Linked DNA regions of Mus musculus: regions 2 and 3 are each linked to region 1. Evidence: chromatin contacts called from public HiChIP or PLAC-seq data. All regions are on one chromosome and are shown on one strand. Each heading gives the region's core, a stretch centred on a gene start, on an enhancer-like site or on the middle of the called end of the contact. The rest is flanking DNA. Distances are from core to core; before and after follow the strand shown.

What was found. HiChIP or PLAC-seq counts read pairs in DNA pulled down with a chosen protein or histone mark.
Region 2: an H3K4me3 HiChIP or PLAC-seq map of embryonic stem cells shows a contact between it and region 1, with 7 times the contacts expected there. The contact joins the promoter of Smim7 here to the enhancer-like site in region 1. A contact is called at or near these places in 1 of 39 promoter capture datasets (neural stem cells), 2 of 484 Hi-C or Micro-C datasets (CD8 T cells and nephron progenitors), 9 of 115 datasets of contacts at active chromatin or transcription factors (CD8 T cells, bone marrow-derived macrophages, craniofacial prominence and 3 more) and 1 of 9 other capture datasets (pancreatic islet).
Region 3: a contact with region 1 is called in an H3K27ac HiChIP or PLAC-seq map of embryonic stem cells, with 12 read pairs. The contact joins the promoter of Hsh2d here to the enhancer-like site in region 1. A contact is called at or near these places in 6 of 39 promoter capture datasets (3T3-L1-derived adipocytes, the C10 cell line, cranial neural crest and 3 more), 1 of 484 Hi-C or Micro-C datasets (nephron progenitors), 2 of 115 datasets of contacts at active chromatin or transcription factors (CD8 T cells and embryonic stem cells) and 3 of 9 other capture datasets (adipose tissue, liver and pancreatic islet).

Annotation. Positions count from the first base shown.
Region 1 is chr8:72,332,516-72,335,803 of GRCm38.p6, forward strand. No RefSeq gene overlaps it. Among named protein-coding and RNA genes, the nearest start is that of Klf2, 15 kb to the left of the region's middle. Within about 2 kb of position 1,571, at least 16 of the 459 cell types and tissues checked have an H3K27ac peak or open chromatin away from gene starts, as enhancers often do. A contact at or near this core is called in embryonic stem cells, where this site is marked.
Region 2 is chr8:72,569,231-72,572,518 of GRCm38.p6, forward strand. It overlaps Smim7 (small integral membrane protein 7), which reads right to left and starts at 1,818. Exons shown (of 5, transcript NM_172396.3): 1 at 1,774-1,818; 2 at 1,644-1,685; 3 at 736-788. The coding sequence starts at 1,799. It overlaps Tmem38a (transmembrane protein 38A), which reads left to right and starts at 2,593. Exons shown (of 6, transcript NM_144534.2): 1 at 2,593-2,997. The coding sequence starts at 2,874.
Region 3 is chr8:72,188,220-72,191,507 of GRCm38.p6, forward strand. It overlaps Hsh2d (hematopoietic SH2 domain containing), which reads left to right and starts at 1,449. Exons shown (of 6, transcript NM_197944.1): 1 at 1,449-1,468.

The DNA.
Region 1 (3,288 bases), core at 321-2,820:
GAAGGAGCGTTATTTTCTTCAGCCCTTTGGGACACACGCACATATGCACTATAGAAGAGGACAGAGCAGGGCGCTGGTGGCACACGCCTTTAATCCCAGCACTTGGGAGGCAGAGGCAGAGGGCAGAGGCAGAGGAGGCAGAGGCAGAGGCAGGCAGATTTCTGAGTTCGAGGCCAGCCTGGGAGGGGGGCAGGGGGCGGGCAGGTGAGGGTGATGGAATGAGTATGACCAAAGCCTGTTCCATATGTGTGGAAATGTCATGAGAGGCTGGTGAGGTGCACTGGGCAGAGGATCCACATGATAGAAGGAAAGAACAACTTCCCACAGGTGTCCTCTGATCCCCACACTCAAGACTAAGGGAAAATGACAGCAGCGAGGTGATGTGAGGCCCAAGGTAGAGCCCCCATCCCCACCCCACCTCCAGCCTGCAGAAGTCAGGACATCCTATCTCAGGACCTAGAACCAGGAAAGGACCCTGCAGCTCTTGCCCATCTGTTGTTGCTTCTGTGGAAGCTGATGTTTATGGCTGAACAATTGCTACAAACTGACTTTCCTGAGGTGGGGTGGTGGTGGGGGGACTCCTATGGTGAGAGCCCTGCTCTCAGGCACACATGTACCAATCATGAGCTGCACCTAGCTGGCAAAATGAGTTTCATATACCCATGGGGTGTAGGCTGTTTCTGCTTTCTTCTTACACTTATTTATCATGTGCATACTTGCATGCACGTGTGGAACTTGGAGGACAACTTGCTGGAGTCTCTCCTTTCTACCATGTGGGTTCGTGGGATCAAACTCAAGACACCAGCCTTAGCAAGCAACCAAGTGCCTTTGCTGGCTGAGCCATGGAGCTCTACCTCCCCTCACTCCCATGCCCCCCTCTTTCTCTCTTCTGTTTGAGCTGGGGTGTCTCAATGCTCACTCTGGCCTCCTGACTTGCTCTACAATTGAGAGTGGACTTGAACTCTGGCTCTCCGGTGGCCTTTCTGCCTTTGCCTTTCCTTCAGTTGTTATTGAAACAATGGTCCAAGAAATTAAAGTTCTCCCAGCAGGGGTGGGGAGGTGGAGGGTTGTGGGGGCTGGAGTCCTGAGGGCAGCTAGAGGAAACTCTCTCTGCAGGAGAGCCGGTTTGTCATGTGACCTGGCAGGAGAGACCCTGAGGGCCGGCTGGGACTGACTCCTAAATTCTGGCCATTTCTTCTCATGTACTTTTATTTGTTCATTCCTTGCTCATTAATTTATGGAGGGGGTCAAGGATAACCTGCTTCCTTCACACTGGTGATGTGAGGCCTGAGATAGAGCTCAGGTCTTTAGGCTTGGTGGCAGGAGTCTAACCTGCTGCACCATCTCCCCAGCCTGGGCTGTTATACAGCAATAAGAGTCTGGGTTACCCACTTCAGCCTCAAACTCCTGGGCTCAAGGGAGTGTCCTGACTAGATGGGACCATACTTCCCCTGCTTCAAAACCTCTAAGCACTTGCTAGATAAAGAAATGGGAAGCTTTGTGCATAGTATAAGCACTGTCCTAGGGCTACAGCTCTGTGGCTGCATCCCAAGCACCAAGCAGGTGACACAACCATGTACTAGGGAAGCAGGGAGGAGGATCCTGAGTTCAAAAGTATCCACAGCTATGGTGAGCTATGGCTACCCTTTGCTACATGACTTTTTTTTTTTCTAAAGTTTAAAGTCATAACCAACATGTTCCTAAAAGTGGTCAAGCCTCGCTTGTCCAGGAAAAAGAGTTTTAAAACATACTTACAAGCACCACTGTCTTGCTTTAAGCTACAGTACTGGATCACAACAAACCAGACTGAACTGGGCTACGACCTTGGGAAGAATCTGCACTTAACCCGGCTAGTGCAGTTGACATGACAAAGACAGGGCCTTCAGTCTTGTGCCTCACACAAAAGAGGCCATGAACAGAAGCCAGGAGGCCAATCAAGCCCAGAATTTTTTTTTATTGTGTTTCTAGTTTGCAAAGAGTGTGACTTTGAAATGCCTAATCTGCATCTTTTCCCTAAAACCAAAAAAACAAACAAAACCAACTCAGAATAACAACAACAACAAAAAAGCTTGTAGAAAGTGGTATAGGGTGTGGCAGCCTGTTCCTCCAGCTTCAGCCTCCGGATTGCCAGGAACTGGGGATTGAAGCCGCCTTTCTTGGTCCCCTATCCCCACAAACCCCACTTTTTTGTTTCTTCCTTCTGCCTTTTTATTGATTGACTGATTTTTTTCTATTAATTAATTTATTTATTCACTTTACATTCTGGTCTCACCACCCACCCACCCACCCACCCCACTCCCAGTCCCACAAATCCCTATGCCCATCACCCCTTCCCTTCTCCTCAGAGATGTGGCCTCCTTGGGTTCCCGCCTGCCTTGGCACATCAAGTTGTAGCAGGACTAAGCACATCTTCTCCCACTGAGGCCTGACCGTCGGTCCAGCTGGGGAGGGGAATCCAAGGCAGGCAACATATTCAGAAGCAGCCCCTGATCCAACTGTTAGGGGCCACATGAAGAAGACCAAGCTGCACATCTGCTACCAATGTGTAAGGGCCTAGGTCCAGCTCATACATTGTTTGATTGGTAGTTCAGTCTCTGTGACCCCCATGGGCCAGGTTAGTTGACTCTGTAGGTCTTCTTGTGCTGGTTGTTGTAGCCCTGGCTGTCTTGGAACTCGCTCTATAGACTAGGCTACCCTTAAACTCAGAGATCTGCCTGCCTCTGCCTCCTGATGCTGAGATTAAAGGCGTGTGCCACCACCTCCATCTACACCCAGAGTAACATAATGTGTTTCGCTGCTTCTTAATATTGCATTTATTTATTTGTTTAATGTGTGTGTGAAAGCTATGGTCATGTGTGGAGGTCAGAGAACAATTTACAGTAGTCAGTCCCTCCTTCTTTCTGGTCCTCAGGCTGGGCTGCAATCACCTTAACCCCTGAGCCATCTCACAGGCCATGTGACTTGTTGTTTATTTATTTAGAGCCAGAGTCTCATTATGCAGCCCAGGCTGCCCTGAGTCTGCTATGTAGACCAGGATGCCTCTATCTCCCATGTGCTGTGATGGGAGGCACGCACCTCCATCCTTGGTTATTCACCTATATTTATTGTTGTGTGAGACAGGCTGGGCTTAAACTCTGTATCCTCTTGCCTCCACCTCCTAAGGCTGAGGGGATCAGTGACAACCACTGCTGTAACTAATGCAGATAGGTCTGAGTGAAATGATTTGAGGTTGTGTTTCTTACATTAAATCTCACCATGCCAGTTAGAGGCAACATTGGAGGCAATGCT
Region 2 (3,288 bases), core at 568-3,067, 240 kb after region 1:
TTTACCTCCTTAGCTTTTTGTTTTTTGTTTTTTTTTTTAATAAATGTTGTTGGTTTTTTGTTTTAAAATAGAGCAGAATATGTTTAAGTCAGAGGACAAACTATCAATTCTCTCCTACGATGTAAAACCTGGGGAATTGAACCCAGTCAGTCTTGGTGGCAACTGCCTTTGCCTGATGGGCCTTTTAGCAGCTTCTGTAAATTGGATTTTGAGACCAGGTCTCACTCTGGGGCTGAGGCTGGCTCAAAACTCTAATCATATCCACACTTGTCATGGAAAGGACCTCTGCCATGTCACATCAACCCACGCTGGCGGCGGCAGCAGCGGCAGCGGCAGCAGCGGCAGCAGCAGCAGCAGCGGCAGCGGCAGCAGCACCTTCCTGACACCCACTTTCACTATCCCTCCAGAACACCCTCTGAATCGCCCTGGGCTGAGTCCCACAGGGCAGGATCACTTTCTTTACCCACACCCCGACAGAGCAGTCAGCTAAGTGGCTGGCAATATGGTACGCACTCAATAAAGCTGATGAACAGAGCATGGTGGAGTACTCTTGTCATTCAAACACCTAGGAGGCAGAGGCAGAGGCAGAGGGAGCAGGCATTCAAGGCTAGTCATGGCCCTCTAATACCACATCTCAACAATAAAAAGGAAAAAGAGAGGAAAGCGCAGGTTGGTGAGAGAGAACAGGCACCCTGGAATCGACTTAAAGTGTTGAAGGTAGAAAGACATGCTTACCTGTGCTGGGTTCCTTCGATTCTTCCCCAAAGCCTTGTGTGTCCTTCTTTTTCCTATAAAGAACAGCAGATAACTCCAGCTTTCCGTGAAACATAAACACCATCGGATTTCCTGACCCTGACACTCAGCTAGGAAGGGCATGAACTTCAGCTCTGCCCCCGACTTGCAGTGTGACCTGGGGCAGTGATACAACCCTCTGTGAGACACTCTCAACCAGCCTAGTCCATCACAGCTGGGTGTGCAGCCACAGACAGGATAGAGTGGGTCCAAGAGCCAGAAAGGCATTCTTGAGGGATAAGCCTGAGCATGAGGCTCTTTGGAGATGCAAGCAATCCCAGGGTGCAGATTTTTTTTTGTTTGTTTAATATTAATCTGCAAGTAAGAATGAGTGTGCCGGGCCGGGCGTGGTGGCGCACGCCTTTAATCCCAGCACTTGGGAGGCAGAGGCAGGCGGATTTCTGAGTTCGAGGCCAACCTGGTCTACAGAGTGAGTTCCAGGATAGCCAGGGCTACACAGAGAAACCCTGTCTCGAAAAACCAAAAAAAAAAAAAAAAAAAAAAAAAAGAATGAGTGTGCCATCCCGCAGCAGTTGTGTGGAGATCAAAAGGACAATCAACAGGATTTCTACCATGGGGGATCCGGGAATCGGACTCAAGTAGTCAGGCTTGGCAGCAAGCGCCTCTGCCCGCTGAGCCGTTCCCTGGTCTAGAGAGTACAGATTTAAAGATCCTGGAGTGATACAGAACTGTCAGAGCCTGGTGAAGCAGCGCGGAGGCGTGGCTAGAGGTAGGATTAGTGGGGCGTGGAGCATGCACAGGGCGGGACTGGCGGTGACCAAGGGTGTGGGCGGGGACTGGCTGTGGGAGGGCCTGGCTGTCTGGGACACCGCCTGTCGCGGCCTACTCACAGTTTAAAGTTGAGCACAGCCCCGGCGTTCATCAGTAGCGTCCTGCGGAGGGACAGTAACGGTCAGTAAGGGTCACCCCCACCCCTCTGACTGCCACTCTCCGACCTCTAACACCCCTCATTCATATTACCCGAACAGCAGTATGTCTCCGATCATCCTTACACCCAAGGCGTCCGTCAAACCGGAAACGGAAGCCGTGATGAGGGGCGGAAAGTGGAACGAGAACTGACCAATTCTGAATCAGCATTGGTTGGGTTCGACTGAGGATGTAGCATGATGTCACCTACAGGGCGGAGCTTGGGGTGCGCGCGCGCATGCTCAGTGTTACGTGCCACAGCTGGTCCCTGCTGTTGATGCCGCTCGGGGGTTGGTTGGGCTATGGATTCCGGGCTACAGAAATTGCGCCCTTGACCCTTGAGCCGCCCGTGAACGGCTTGGATATGGATATGGGCGCGGCAGATGCCTGAACTCCAAAAGGACTCCACTTGGGTCCCCACGGAGAACTGCGATCCCGGCTCAGAGTGCATAGAGTCAGGATGACCTCCTGCCTGAGTTGTACCTCCCACGGACCTCCCAGGTCTGACTCGAGTAACCCCACGGAGAATGAGAGTCCTGACCGGACAGACTTACAGAACATAAGGCCTGGATTAAGGTCTACAGAGGATGGATCTTAACTTGTGGGGCCTCCTGAAGCGGGAGGGTCCTAACTTAGTGGATCCAGTCTGGGCTGGGGTCCACAAAGAGGAGGGTTCTGACTTGTGGAGCCTTTTAGAGAGACAAAACCAAACAGAACGTGAGGGTTTGGTTGAGGTCCCCTTGTGGGAGGCGGGGTTCTGACTTTGGATCCTCAGGAATGAAACATGATATTCTTGGCTGAGATCTTCCGAGGGCGCGGGTTTTGAGGGAAATAGGGGTCCTGAATTGGTTAGTCCCATGGAAAAGGGACAGGATTCTAACTACGCAGATGTTTAAGGACAAGATTCCCTCTTGTGTGTGCTGGATGCAGGGGACAGATCGCCTTTTTGGCTCTGTTGAACGAGTTCTGACGTCCCTACGGCCCCGCATTTTGGGCTCCCGGCTGCTAGGAGTCCCCCACCACCCCTCCTCTCCCGAGGGGTGGGGGCAGGCGGGGGGCGGTGCCTGGCAGTGGGGCGGGCTCAGTGGCGAGGGAGCATTCGTCGGGCAGCGGGGCGCGGGACGCACGGGGCCGGGGAGGCGCCCTCCATCGCCATGGACCTGATGTCAGCGCTGAGCCTGGGCGAGCTAGCGCTCAGCTTCTCGCGGGTGCCGCTCTTCCCTGTTTTCGACCTCAGCTACTTCATCGTCTCCATCATCTACCTGAAGTATGAGCCAGGTGAGTCGAGGATTGTAGGAGTTACCAGGAGGGAGGTTGCCCCTAGCTTGATGATGGAGACGAAAGGAGGAGACAGGCTAGATCCTGGAGCTGGATGGGGGAGGAGGCAGAGGCTGAGATCGTGGAGTGCTCCCACGCTCGCGCAGGTGGAGGAGCGAACCCTGGGGACAGAGGCGCTGTGGAAAGGAGGCTGCAAATGAGGTGGGAGGGAAGAAAAGGAGCGCTCTTGTTTACGGTTAGGAGGACAGGTGCTGCGGGGTTGGGGTTGAGGGCGGGGGCAACGAAAAGGCC
Region 3 (3,288 bases), core at 199-2,698, 140 kb before region 1:
AGAAACTCCCAAGCCTATGCCACCCTGGAGAGGAGCAGGGGTCAGAGAGGCACCAACTCTATCCTAGAAAGTGTTCATTCCAAAGACCCAGGATAGGTGGAAATGCACTGGGTGCAGAGGCAAGACGGAAATGCACTGGGTGCAGAGGCAAGAAGGGGTGGGCCAGGAAGCTTACAGCCAAGTCAGCTATGCCTGTTAGGTACAGGGACACATCACCCAGGACCCAGAGTGTGCACATACATTGTAGTTCATTTTAAAATCAGAAGAAAAATCAGGCATGGACTGGGTCTGCAGCTCAGTTGGCAGGGTACTCACATATGGTGAAAGAACTCCTGGGTCCCATCCCAGTATCGCAGAAAATACAGACACCTCTATGATCCCAGCACCCAGGAGATAGAGACAGGAAGAGCAGAGATGCAACATCATCCTCAGTGTTCTGTGGATTCCAGGCCAGCCAGGATGCTGTGAGATCCTGTTTTAGAAAAATAAAAAACAGAAGGGAGAAAAAAACCAGAATAAGATAGATGGACTCTATGGTTTACTCCAGTTTGTTTTGTTTGTTTGTTTGTTTGCTTGCTTGCTTGCTTTCTTGCTTTGGTTTAGTTTGGATATTGAGTTTGAATGTCCCTATGTTAGCCCAGGCTAGCCTGGAACCCCAAATCCTCCTGCCTCAGGCTACTGAGTACTGCAACTACAGACCCAAGCCATCTTGCTTTGATGTTGGCCTAGAGGGCAACATGACTGTAGAATGATATTTCAAATGAGTTTTGCAAAGGAAGGTATGATAGGTGTTGTGTGTGCAGCAAGTCTGTCCTTTCATGTCTCCTTCATGTCTGGGGCATATGCAGTTCCCTGTCCTGTATATGCATACTGTTCCTGTATCCTGTCCCCCCCAAGCAGCCTCTCCTACTTGTTGCCTTTCACTCTCTGATTGCCATATGCCCATTTCCTGACCTATGACTACTTCAAGGTTGCTGTTAAGAGGCTGGGAATCTAGCTCAGTAGGTAGAGTGCTTGTAGCTCAGTAGGTAAAGTGATTGTAGCTCACTTAGCAAGCATGAAGCCCTGGGTTCCATCCCCAGCAATGCATAATCTTGGCATGATGGTAAACCCTGAGGTCGAGGCAAGAGTCTACTTCAGCACCCCAATTGGGGTGCATAAAGCTGTATCTCAAGGGGGAAAAAAACTAGAAGAATACCAATATTGGGAAGCAGGGCGGCAGCTGTCTCAGCGATTCCATAGAGTTGGTAGAGAGTAAGTACTGAGCAAGGCTTGGCAAGAACAACTCCAGCCTCAGACTCAAGCCTTGAGAGTTATTCTGGTCCCACCCTGTTCACCTGCTGGAGGAAACAGGAACTGACTGAGGCTCCTGGCCCTGCCCCTCTGACGTGTGGACCCTGAACCGAAACTTAAACTCCAGCTCAAGCCAGCTCAAGAGCCCTTCGGAACACAACCCAAGCTGTCCAAGGTATGCATCCTACATCCTGCACCCTGCATCCAGAATCCTGGCATCCCTGCATCCCAACATGCCCCAGCTTCAGAGGCTCTGGGACTTCAGCACTGGGTGTAGTGGTGCTAGAAGATGAGAGAAGGGTTTACCAGAGGAGGAAAGCATTGCAAGGGCTAAACTCTGGCATGGCTCTCCACACAAGTCATTGCAGCGCTTTGGAGGCCGAGGCAGGCTGTACACGTTTGAGGCTGGTTTCAGCTAGCTACATGGTGAGACCTGATTCATAGAAACCAAGTGTTCCAAGAAAACCACGAGGGGAAGGCAGAGAGAGGTAAAGCCCCTCCGGCCCCACGGGGTTTTACTGGAGCTGCCAGAGAAAGGAAGGAATTTAACTGAGAAGCTCCGGGAGAGGGTGGGACTGTGGCCAGGGTTTTGTTTGAGCAGGGGAGGCAGGGAAGCTGGCTGGAGGAAGGGACATTTGTATTGAGTCTTGAAAGACTTGTAGGAGTGTTCTGAAGTAGAAAGAGAATAAACATTGAGACCTTTCTGTGTAGCATGTAGCTGGGTTCAGCTGTACTTTAGAGACACGTGTATCTGCTTCATGATGGTGCTACACTCTGGGAGACATGTTGGTAGGTGATAGCCTGGACAGGATTGTCTGTTGCACTCCTGGAGGCCTAGACTCCAATGTGCTTGAACACGGTCAGAACTAGAGCACTGTGGCAAACATGTGCCTGTCTCTGCCTGTGAAGCACAGTGAATAATGAAATAAAAAGGGGAAGTAAACTGAAGTGGGTGGTGCACTCCAGAGGCAGAGGCAGAGGCAGGGGGATCTCTGAGTTCAAGGCCAGCCTGGTCTATAGAGCAAGTTCCCCGGACAGCCAGGGCTTTACAAAGAAAACCCGTCTTGAAAAAAAACAAAGACAAAAAAAAAAAAAAAAAAAAAGAAGAGAAAGGAGGCAGTGGGAGACCCTCCTAGGGACGTTGTCTAGTCACACTCGGCAAGGCAGCCAACCTTCATTCAAAGACTGTTTCAATCCATACAGTGAAGAGTAAGTGAGGAAGAGCCAGTGTCAGCTGCAGGCCTACACACACAGCTGCACACACACGTGTCTGTACACATGGTCACCCCCCCCATACACATTCAAAATTTTTAAATATTAGAATGAGGCTGGAGAGTCGGCAGTTAAGAGTGTACACTGCTCTTGCAGAGTTGCTGAGTTTAGTTCCCAGTGCCTGCATAAGCTTAATGGCCCCTGTAAATCTGGCTCCAGGGATCCAACGCCCTCTTCTGGCCTCCAGTAGTACCTGCATACACATGGCTATTACACTCACACACATTCTCACACACAGAGAGGCACACACATACACATAAATAAAAATTAAAATCTTTTTTGAAAACAAAAAGCAATTAAATAAATAAAAACCAGATATTAGGAGAAATTCAGGTTTTTGTTTTGTTTTGAGACTGGCCTAGAAACGTCTGACCCTTCTGTCTCCTTCTGTAAGTACTAAGATGGCAGATGTACACCACTACATCTGGCTTTTCTTTTTTTTTTAAGATTTATTTATTATTATATGTAAGTACACTGTAGCTGACTTCAGACATACCAGAAGAGGGTGTCAGATCTCATTATAGGTAGTTGTGAGCCACTATGTGGTTGCTAGGATTTGAACTCAGGACCTCTGGAAGAGCAGTCAGTGCTCTTAATCGCTGAGTCATCTCTCCAGCCTCTGGCTTTGCATTTTTAATTCAGGATCTCCCTGTGTATCCTTGGCCAGATTTGAACTCCTGGTAGTTCTGCCTCTACCTCCCAAGTGCCATTACAGGTATGTAG